Regions from separate parts of the Anas platyrhynchos genome. Here region 1 is linked to region 2. A link is a contact called in public Hi-C data. All regions are on one chromosome and are shown on one strand. Each heading gives the region's core, a stretch centred on a gene start, on an enhancer-like site or on the middle of the called end of the contact. The rest is flanking DNA. Distances are from core to core; before and after follow the strand shown.

Region 1 (3,716 bases), core at 252-2,751, 36 kb after region 2:
GTTACGTATCTTTCCAATTTTATTCCATAAGAGGAGCAAACCTTATTCTGTATTTCAGTGATGCTTTATGTCCTGGATAAAAATTTCAAATACTTTTTCCCTGATATTTGAAGATTAAATCCCAGAGGAATACAGAGTTGAGGATTACTTAGACTGTAGTAGGCTGAAACTTACATTAAGGTTAGAATAGATAATAGGCCAGCCCTGAAGTTATTCAAGTATTTGCTTGTGAATTGTTGATACAGAGAAAATACTGATTTAGGAGAAAGAAAACTACACATTTCAAGGTCAGGAGTGCAAAGTTACCATAGGAAGATATATTGGAAAGAATCCCCAGAACCATCTGATATACTACCGATAATCTGATTTGTTCTTCTTTCTTCTTTCTTTTTGTAGCCACTATCGATGCAGATGGACAGGGATTTTGTCAAGGTGGATTTAGCATTGACTTTACAAAGGTATGTGATTGTTACTTAATTCCTGTGAGTCAGCAAACAGTTGCAGGTTACCAATCACTCCGACGCGGAACGTTTACACGCACTGATGCTATGGAACTTAATGTAAAGCACCATTCCTGGGGGATAAAGAACAAACTTCTTCTAAATTTAAAAACAAAAAGCCAAGCAAACAGGCTGGTAGTGTAACTGCTTCTCTTTACATCTTCACAACAGCGTGCTTCTACCTCTTGTAGGAATCGTGCCATAAGCAAATAATCTACTTTTTCAGCCTGATGCCATAAGCCTCTGCTGCAGCTAGTCCTGAAGTGAAATAAAGTGTAGTGTTCAGGTTTTTTGAGAGCTTATTTTTAAAGGATTGGTGTATGGCTAATTTATTTGCTCAGGAAAAATAACTTACTGCTAAAGTGAATTAGGAAACAATGCTCTTGTGAATGAGGCTTGTTTTTCTCATCTGATATGAGAATTTAACTTTCTTCTTTGTTGTTTTTCTTTTATGTTTGTTCTAGTGTCTGTTCTTCCTCCTTTTTATACTTTTTTTTAATTCACATTTACTTTTAAAATTCAGAATAAAACAGTGCATTACTCTGAGAACTAACTATAGTTTTTTACACTGTACAATTAACTTGTTCAGCATCTTCTGGGCATGTTAAGACCTATTTGTGATGTGGCAATCTTTTGGGTTCTTCACACCTTATAATTGGGTCATATCCCTCCACTCTTTGCCTGAGGACACCCTTGCTTTTCCTTGGGGGAACTGTAGAAAGTACAGGACTGCAAGTGTTTCAGTTATTTCTCCTGAACCCCCTGAAAATGCTTCAGGATTACAGTGCAGACTCTAGTCCGTGTTAAAACAAATGCTGGGCTCTAATCCAACCCCCTATCCGAATGGGCAAGCCTGGTATCTCCAAATCTCTGACCTAGATTGTTCTGAGTGACGAATATGGGAGCTTTTAGATTAAACCAGGATAAGTGACTTAATTATGCAGCAAACCCTATGATTTCAGCCGCCGGATTGAGTAAGTCCTTATGGAGCCAGTTCCCAGCACTGGGGTAGCTAATGTGGTTTGAGTTTCAGAAAAGGGTTTGTGGATTGCAGTTGTACCAAGGAATGTGGAGTTGGGGGAATTACATCACAGCTTTTCTGAATTAAGCCTTTCTAACGATAAGTTGTAGAAACAGGCAAGACAAAAGACGAAACTAGTTTTGTGTCTTGACCATAAAACGTGTTAGTGTTTTATAGCATTGTTAATGTTATCTCCTATTTCTGTTGTCTTAGATAATGTGGGTAGAAGGGTCTACTCAAATAAAAGCAAAATTCTGCCGATAATTTTAGATGGGTGGTGAGTCACAGAAGAGGTATTTTTTCTTATCTTAGCATTTTCCAAGATACATTTCTAACTAGGTTCAGTCATTCCTTCAAAAACATAATGTCTTGATGTGAAGATTCCCTTTTCCTTTTTTCTTTCTCCCAAGGGAGACAGAGTGCTACTTGGAGGACCTGGAAGTTTTTACTGGCAAGGTAAGATATATTATTGGTGTTGCAGAAGAGACTGACCTCATTAATTTTCTCCATCTTTGTATTTCTTTGTGTTCACTTTGCTCCAAACACTGTCAACTCTGTTAGTAAGAAAACCAACAAAAATAATTTTGCTCATCCGTCGAAGTATTTCCTGAATCATGGGAACCACAGATTAAAGCCAAAGTAGTAACTGTATAGATGTCTTTTGCCTTTTAAATAGCTCCATGACAATTTTAAAGGCATTTTCCTGAGAATGCAGAATTTGCGTTTGCACTAGCTGGATACATTTATTTTAGGATGCTTTGCTGCTTTTTTCTAAACCTGCTATTTTTGTATTTTCTTACACACTTACCAAGTATGTATTTTCAATGAGAAACATACCCTGCAAATAAAACTATTATTTTAATTTCAAGGCCAAGATGTATTGAATTTGTTTGACTGATCTGTTTGTGCTACGGCGCACATCCCCTGCACTGCTCTGTTTCCACAGAACATTTCCTATACGTTTTGCTAACATGGTCTTCACTGCATGTTTGCAGGATCATTCAATGTTTACCCATACCTGTCAGTTGAGATGGTGCTGCTACAACCAGGACAGCTGCCAAGCTCTGTTGCCTGGCTTGTTTTTTTTTTTTTTTAATGTAAATACCAATGCTTTATGAAGGATTTTCTGTTTCAAACTCTGAACAAAATGAAATGATTGAAAATCAACTGCAAATACAGGATAATATAGGTTGGTTTTAGATTGATTTTACTACTTTTGGGCACAAGTGCTAGCTAATCTGCTGAAACAAATTTATTCTCTTCTGTTAACTACACACAAAAGAATCTCAGCTCTGAATAGAAGATGGTAACAGCATACTTGTAAAAATTTTTCACCCCAAGTTTTTATTCTGTATTGTGGTATGCTAGACTTGTTGCCCCATGCTTCATAAACGTCTGGGGAATATGCATGTGAACTCAGTGCTCTTCTGAAAAAAAACACGTTTTGTGGTTTAAACTCAAAGAAACAATGTTGTGAAGTCACCATCTAGTGGCTAGTGAAATGAAAACAGGGAGAAGGCAGGAATATAATATGCTGTGCTTATTAGCTTGTCCGCTTTATTATGCTTTCAAGTTATATTTAGACAAGGATTGACTCAGCATAAGCTTATGCTTACTGTTACCTAACCGAGCAGTCCCATTCAAGTCCCAGCTTACATGTAGGAGCCATGCCTATTTTCAGTGAGAACTGTTCATGTGCTTGTGATTAAATATGTGCATAAAACTTTGCCGAAGCAGGATCCTGACTGCCGCTTTTATCCTTTCTAGTACTGCTGCTTTTGGTTCTTTTCTGGTCAGTATTATGAAGAGTTGTTGCTTTAGAGGCAAGCATTCTGTAAATGTCTTTTTTTTACTGAATGAATGCATGTGCATTTACCTGTTTGCTTAAGCTGTTTTCTTTCTCTTTAGGCCAACTTATTTCTGACCGAGTGACAGAAATTGTGGCTAAATATGACTCCAAAGTCTACAGTATAAAATACGATGACCAGTTAGCAACCAGACCTGCTAGTGCTGCTTTTGATGACAGTTATCTTGGTGCGTAACTTGAAAAGGAAGAAAACCTGTCTGTACTTGAAAAACCCTCTTCTGCTATTCTTAACGTTTGACAGATAACTAAAGAGCTGAAAACGCAGTAATTTGTGTGACCAATACTTAGTTATCTTGCCATAACCCTGATTCAAAAACCAGATGATGAC
Region 2 (4,265 bases), core at 1,158-3,657:
TGTCCTAACTGAAACCAGGACAACAGGTTGCCTGGAGAGGTGGAGTCTGTCTTTTGAGATCTTCCAAAGCTTTCTGGACATGGTTCTGGGCAACTTGCCCTAGGTGTCCTTGCTTGAATAGGAGGGTGGGACCAGAAGACGTCGAGTGGTCTCTTCCGACCTTAACCATTCTGTGATATGTAAGGTAGCTTGAACTGAGCTGATGACAATTCGCTATTTCTGCTTGGCCTAAGAGAGAATAGCTTGGAAGAATATGCTATGTTCATGTTGTCTTTTTCAGTCTCTTTATGGCAACTTTGAACCTGTTACTGGGGTTCAAGACAATCAGGCAAAGGTGTAGAGGGCCAAAATATTATTTTAGTACAACTGTGAAAACAAGTGGGTCATAAATGTTGCTGGGGGGTGAATTATTCAAACACAAAAGCAATACCTAACGATGAGAAGCATCAAGATTTTCTGATGCTAGTGAAAATTGCTCCTTGTTCAGAACCAAATGCCAACTGTATTTCTTTGACTGCACTTTTGTAAGTTCATGCTCACTTTACTTTCTCATTTAGCATAAGTACATGGTAACATTTTTATTTCACTGGAAAGAACAGTACAATGCATTAAATTTAGCTTACATTTTTATTTGTGGAAAATGCACACGTAACATGGTGAAACAGTAATTTGAAAAGTAAAATTGATGCTTGAGCTACACATAAACATTTTAAATTCAGTTACTCATTTGTTATTCATTCAATTATTCATAAAGCAATTGGTGTTAGTAAGAACTCCAGTAAGGATCTTAATTGTCATGGTACAGAAAAAGAAAAGAAAGAAGAAAACAAAAAAACAAACAAACAACAAAAAAAAAGAAACTAGAATTACCTCAACTGGTATCTCTATGGTTAGTTTAAGACCTTTTAAAATGAAATGTCATAGGTAGCACTCATCTGTATTAGCTCACAATTTGAGCATCAGCTAGTTCTAAATTTAATGGTGAATGTCAGCTAGAACCAAGTTGCATAAATTTCCAGGAACTTGAAATAAAATGCTGTTATTCACGCTGAGATGGATAACCCTTTTAAGTATGTATTTCATAAAGAAGTACATCTGGAAACAGACAACCAAGACCCTGAATTATCTTGCTGTCTCTGGTAGTTTATAGGGATTGCACCTCAAGTGGTGTGATGTATTTCAAATGTCTGCATCCAGGCCACAAAACTGCAAAAAGATGTATGCAATTCACTCCAGATGGAGTGCGTGTCAGGGGCACACAGGCTGCAGGTCAGTAAGGCAGGGAAGGCACAGAAATACTAGTCTCAAATTCCCAACCATCAGCAATGTTCTCCCAGCTTGCAACTTCAGTAATTCTAATCTAGTGATTAGAAAAGGCAAAGATAAACTTTTTTTTTTTTTTTTTTTTTTTTTTTTTTTTTTTTTTTTTGAGCATGCAAGCAGTGACATGTATTATAGCTGGTAGTTATTTAGCTCAGCAGTCTGAAAAATCAGGATCCTTTCTTAAACTAACAGAATGGCTTCTGTTGCAGATCATCAGGTGTGTAAATTCTGGTAAGAACAGCTCTCTTGGTAAAACTGCCTGTTGTCTTATTTTGATGTTCATGTTGTCTCATTTGGAGTTCATTCAGGTTTCTTACACCCTTTCTACAGAAAGATGTGTCATTCTCAGAGGAACCCAAATCCAGCCTTGGCACTTAGTAAGATGAACTGAAAGCTTATCTCCTCTCAGGCAGGCTGCCACTGTTTAACAGGCTAAAACCTGGCCCAGGCAGACTGCACTGAGGTGCAGGCTGCCTTCTGCAGTCAGACGCCTTATTTACAAGTGATTGTTTATTTAGTAGAGTTCCACTGAGTAGCTAATGCTCCAACGAAGCTCCTTACAGTAGCACACGTTCTCTCCCTTCAAGCCCTAGCAACTGGGCTTCAATGCACCAAAAAATTGTGAAATTCAGTACAATTTTTTGGAGGGCAGTCTTCAGAGAAAAGCGTGGAGTTGTGGGGAGCGGCTGACTGGAGGTTTATGTGTTACTTGAAAGTTGGAGTAGACTGGGAGAGCATTATTTTCTCTGCCTTGTGATTGCCTGGCTTGTAGGCTGCCTAACATACTGATAGCATGGAAACTGCAGCTGGCACTAAGTGGGAAGGCACTCCCAGAGCAGCGATCTTCCTTCACGTGGCAGAGAGCAGCGAAAACCATCACCCTGCCCAACGCGCTTCATCTCCACAAGACACATTCCTCCCCGAGCCCCCGGCTGCTGCGGGCAGGCTCCCCCATCCCCTCTCTGCGCCACCACAGCCTGCGGGAGGCTGCCCAAGATGGCGGCGGCGCCTCAGCGCCCCGCGCCGCTTGGCGCCTCCCCGCCCGGCGGCGCGCGGCCTGCCGGGACGCACCGGGCGCTGCCTTCCCAGCCTGCCCCGCGGCACCGCCGCTTTCCGGTGCGGCCTCCCCGGCGGCGGCGGCGGCGGCGCTGTCCCGGCCGGGCCCGTCCCGTCCTGTCCCGGTCTTTTTCCCTTCCCTTCCCCTTTCCTTCCCCCTTCCCCGCCCGCCATGCCCCCCAAGAAGCAGCAGCAGCCGGCGGGGGGCAGCAAGAAGGCGGACCAGAAGAAGAAGGAGAAGATCATCGAGGTGAGGCCGGGCCCGACAGCGCCGCGGGGGGGGGGGGGGGGGGGTTCTGGTGTCGTTGCTGGGTCCGGCTGTGTGGGGTAATTCCACTTTTATGTCGGGTAATTAAAAAAAAAGAAAAAAAGCTATCAAATCAAAGGCACAGATAGGTTTTAAGTGCGGTATTTCAGCTACAAACAGCAATTGCTGTTTCAGATCCGTGTGTGAAACAGAGCCATCCTTTTTCTTTTAATGAAAACTTTAACAGGTTTGGTATAGAAACTTGTTTCTAGTAGTAAAACTGAAGATGTGGAGGAAGATTTGGCTCAGGCGGTGTAAACAGCAGCTTATTGCAGCGGAGTTTAGGATATACAAACACACGTCTGGACTGGATGTGGGGGAAACACTTAAATAAATCAGTACAAAATACTTGGGGGAAAAAGAGGAAAATGTTTAATGCGGCAGTGTTGACCTGCATGACGTGAAGATCAAAGATTTATGTATGAATACTTGAAGAGGGAAATAGTAGGTGGTTTCAAGCAGATAGAAGGAAAAGACAGTGTTTATGACTATTCAGGTTTTATTTTCCAGTTGTAGCTTGTAATCAAAAAGATCTTGCCTATTTGTCTTGAGGAGTCTTAAAACACTGCGTGCAAACACATGCATTAATATTTGGACGTGATTGGATCTGGGGAGAAAAGCAATAGCTCACAAAACAGCAGTATTTAGTCCTGTCTTTGGAAAAGCGAATTTTAAAGATTGTACAAATGGGGAATGCTGTCCATCTTGTTTCTTCTATTGGTCATGTTGCTAGATGTGCTAAATGGCACTAAATTTGTGTTTAACTAACAGTCTGAGAGGAGTGGCAAGGGTTTTGTTATGTTTTTTTTTTTGGGGGGGGGAGGTATTTTTTTATTTTATTTTGTAATAACGTGAATTTGTTCTAACTATTGGTCAGTCTTAAATAATTTGTGCTCATCTTTTGACTTATAGGACAAAACCTTTGGCTTAAAGAACAAAAAAGGTGCAAAACAACAGAAATTTATCAAGGCTGTGACTCACCAGGTTAAATTTGGTCAGCAAAATCCACGCCAGGTAAGCATTGCATCTGTAACGCTTTTCCTACTGGGTAGTGGAATCATCTTTACCCTACGTACTGATTGTCACATGATACTCGAGTAGAAAACAAGTTCAAATGCTCTTTTTTTTTTTTTCGATTCTCACCTAATCTAAGAAATAGCAAATCACGAAAAATAAAAATAATTCGTATTTAGTTGGGCATTGAGATAAAGTTTGAAACAGTTACAAACTCATGTGCTTGTTGTTCTACCCATGGAAGTACTTACTATAATTTCAAGTGGAAACAAGTCTTACAATTACATGTCTAATTGATAAACTGGTCAGAGAAACTGAAGTTCGGAGCCACTGCTACTACTGCTTTGCTCTTGTTTTGTATCATGAAGTAAAATGTTAGAATGGCTGAGTTACAGTGTTTTGCTTAGTCAGAAAGCACAGATTTCATAGAAATATTACTCCAATGGATGCAAGCCAGGTCTTGCTGCTACAGCGCTAGAGAAGTTAGCTGCTAGGTATTCACACAGCTTCCTGTTAAACGAATAAGCCTACAGAATAATGACATTTGCGGCAGCTAACCTCATGA

Evidence for each region. Hi-C and Micro-C count contacts between places; a contact is called where the count stands out from the background.
Region 1: a contact with region 2 is called in a Hi-C map of subcutaneous adipose tissue, with 4 times the contacts expected there. The contact joins the enhancer-like site here to the promoter of ZC3H15 in region 2. A contact is called at or near these places in 5 of 8 Hi-C or Micro-C datasets (F1 follicle, F5 follicle, liver and 2 more).

Annotation. Positions count from the first base shown.
Region 1 is chr7:34,738,075-34,741,790 of IASCAAS_PekinDuck_T2T, forward strand. It overlaps ITGAV (integrin subunit alpha V), which reads left to right. Exons shown (of 30, transcript XM_038181953.2): 5 at 397-458; 6 at 1,932-1,977; 7 at 3,430-3,555. Among named protein-coding and RNA genes, the nearest start is that of ITGAV, 18 kb to the left of the region's middle. Within about 2 kb of position 1,502, at least 5 of the 8 cell types and tissues checked have an H3K27ac peak or open chromatin away from gene starts, as enhancers often do. A contact at or near this core is called in subcutaneous adipose tissue, where this site is marked.
Region 2 is chr7:34,701,592-34,705,856 of IASCAAS_PekinDuck_T2T, forward strand. ZC3H15 (zinc finger CCCH-type containing 15) reads left to right here and starts at 2,408. Exons shown (of 10, transcript XM_005030717.6): 1 at 2,408-2,629; 2 at 3,599-3,700. The coding sequence starts at 2,552.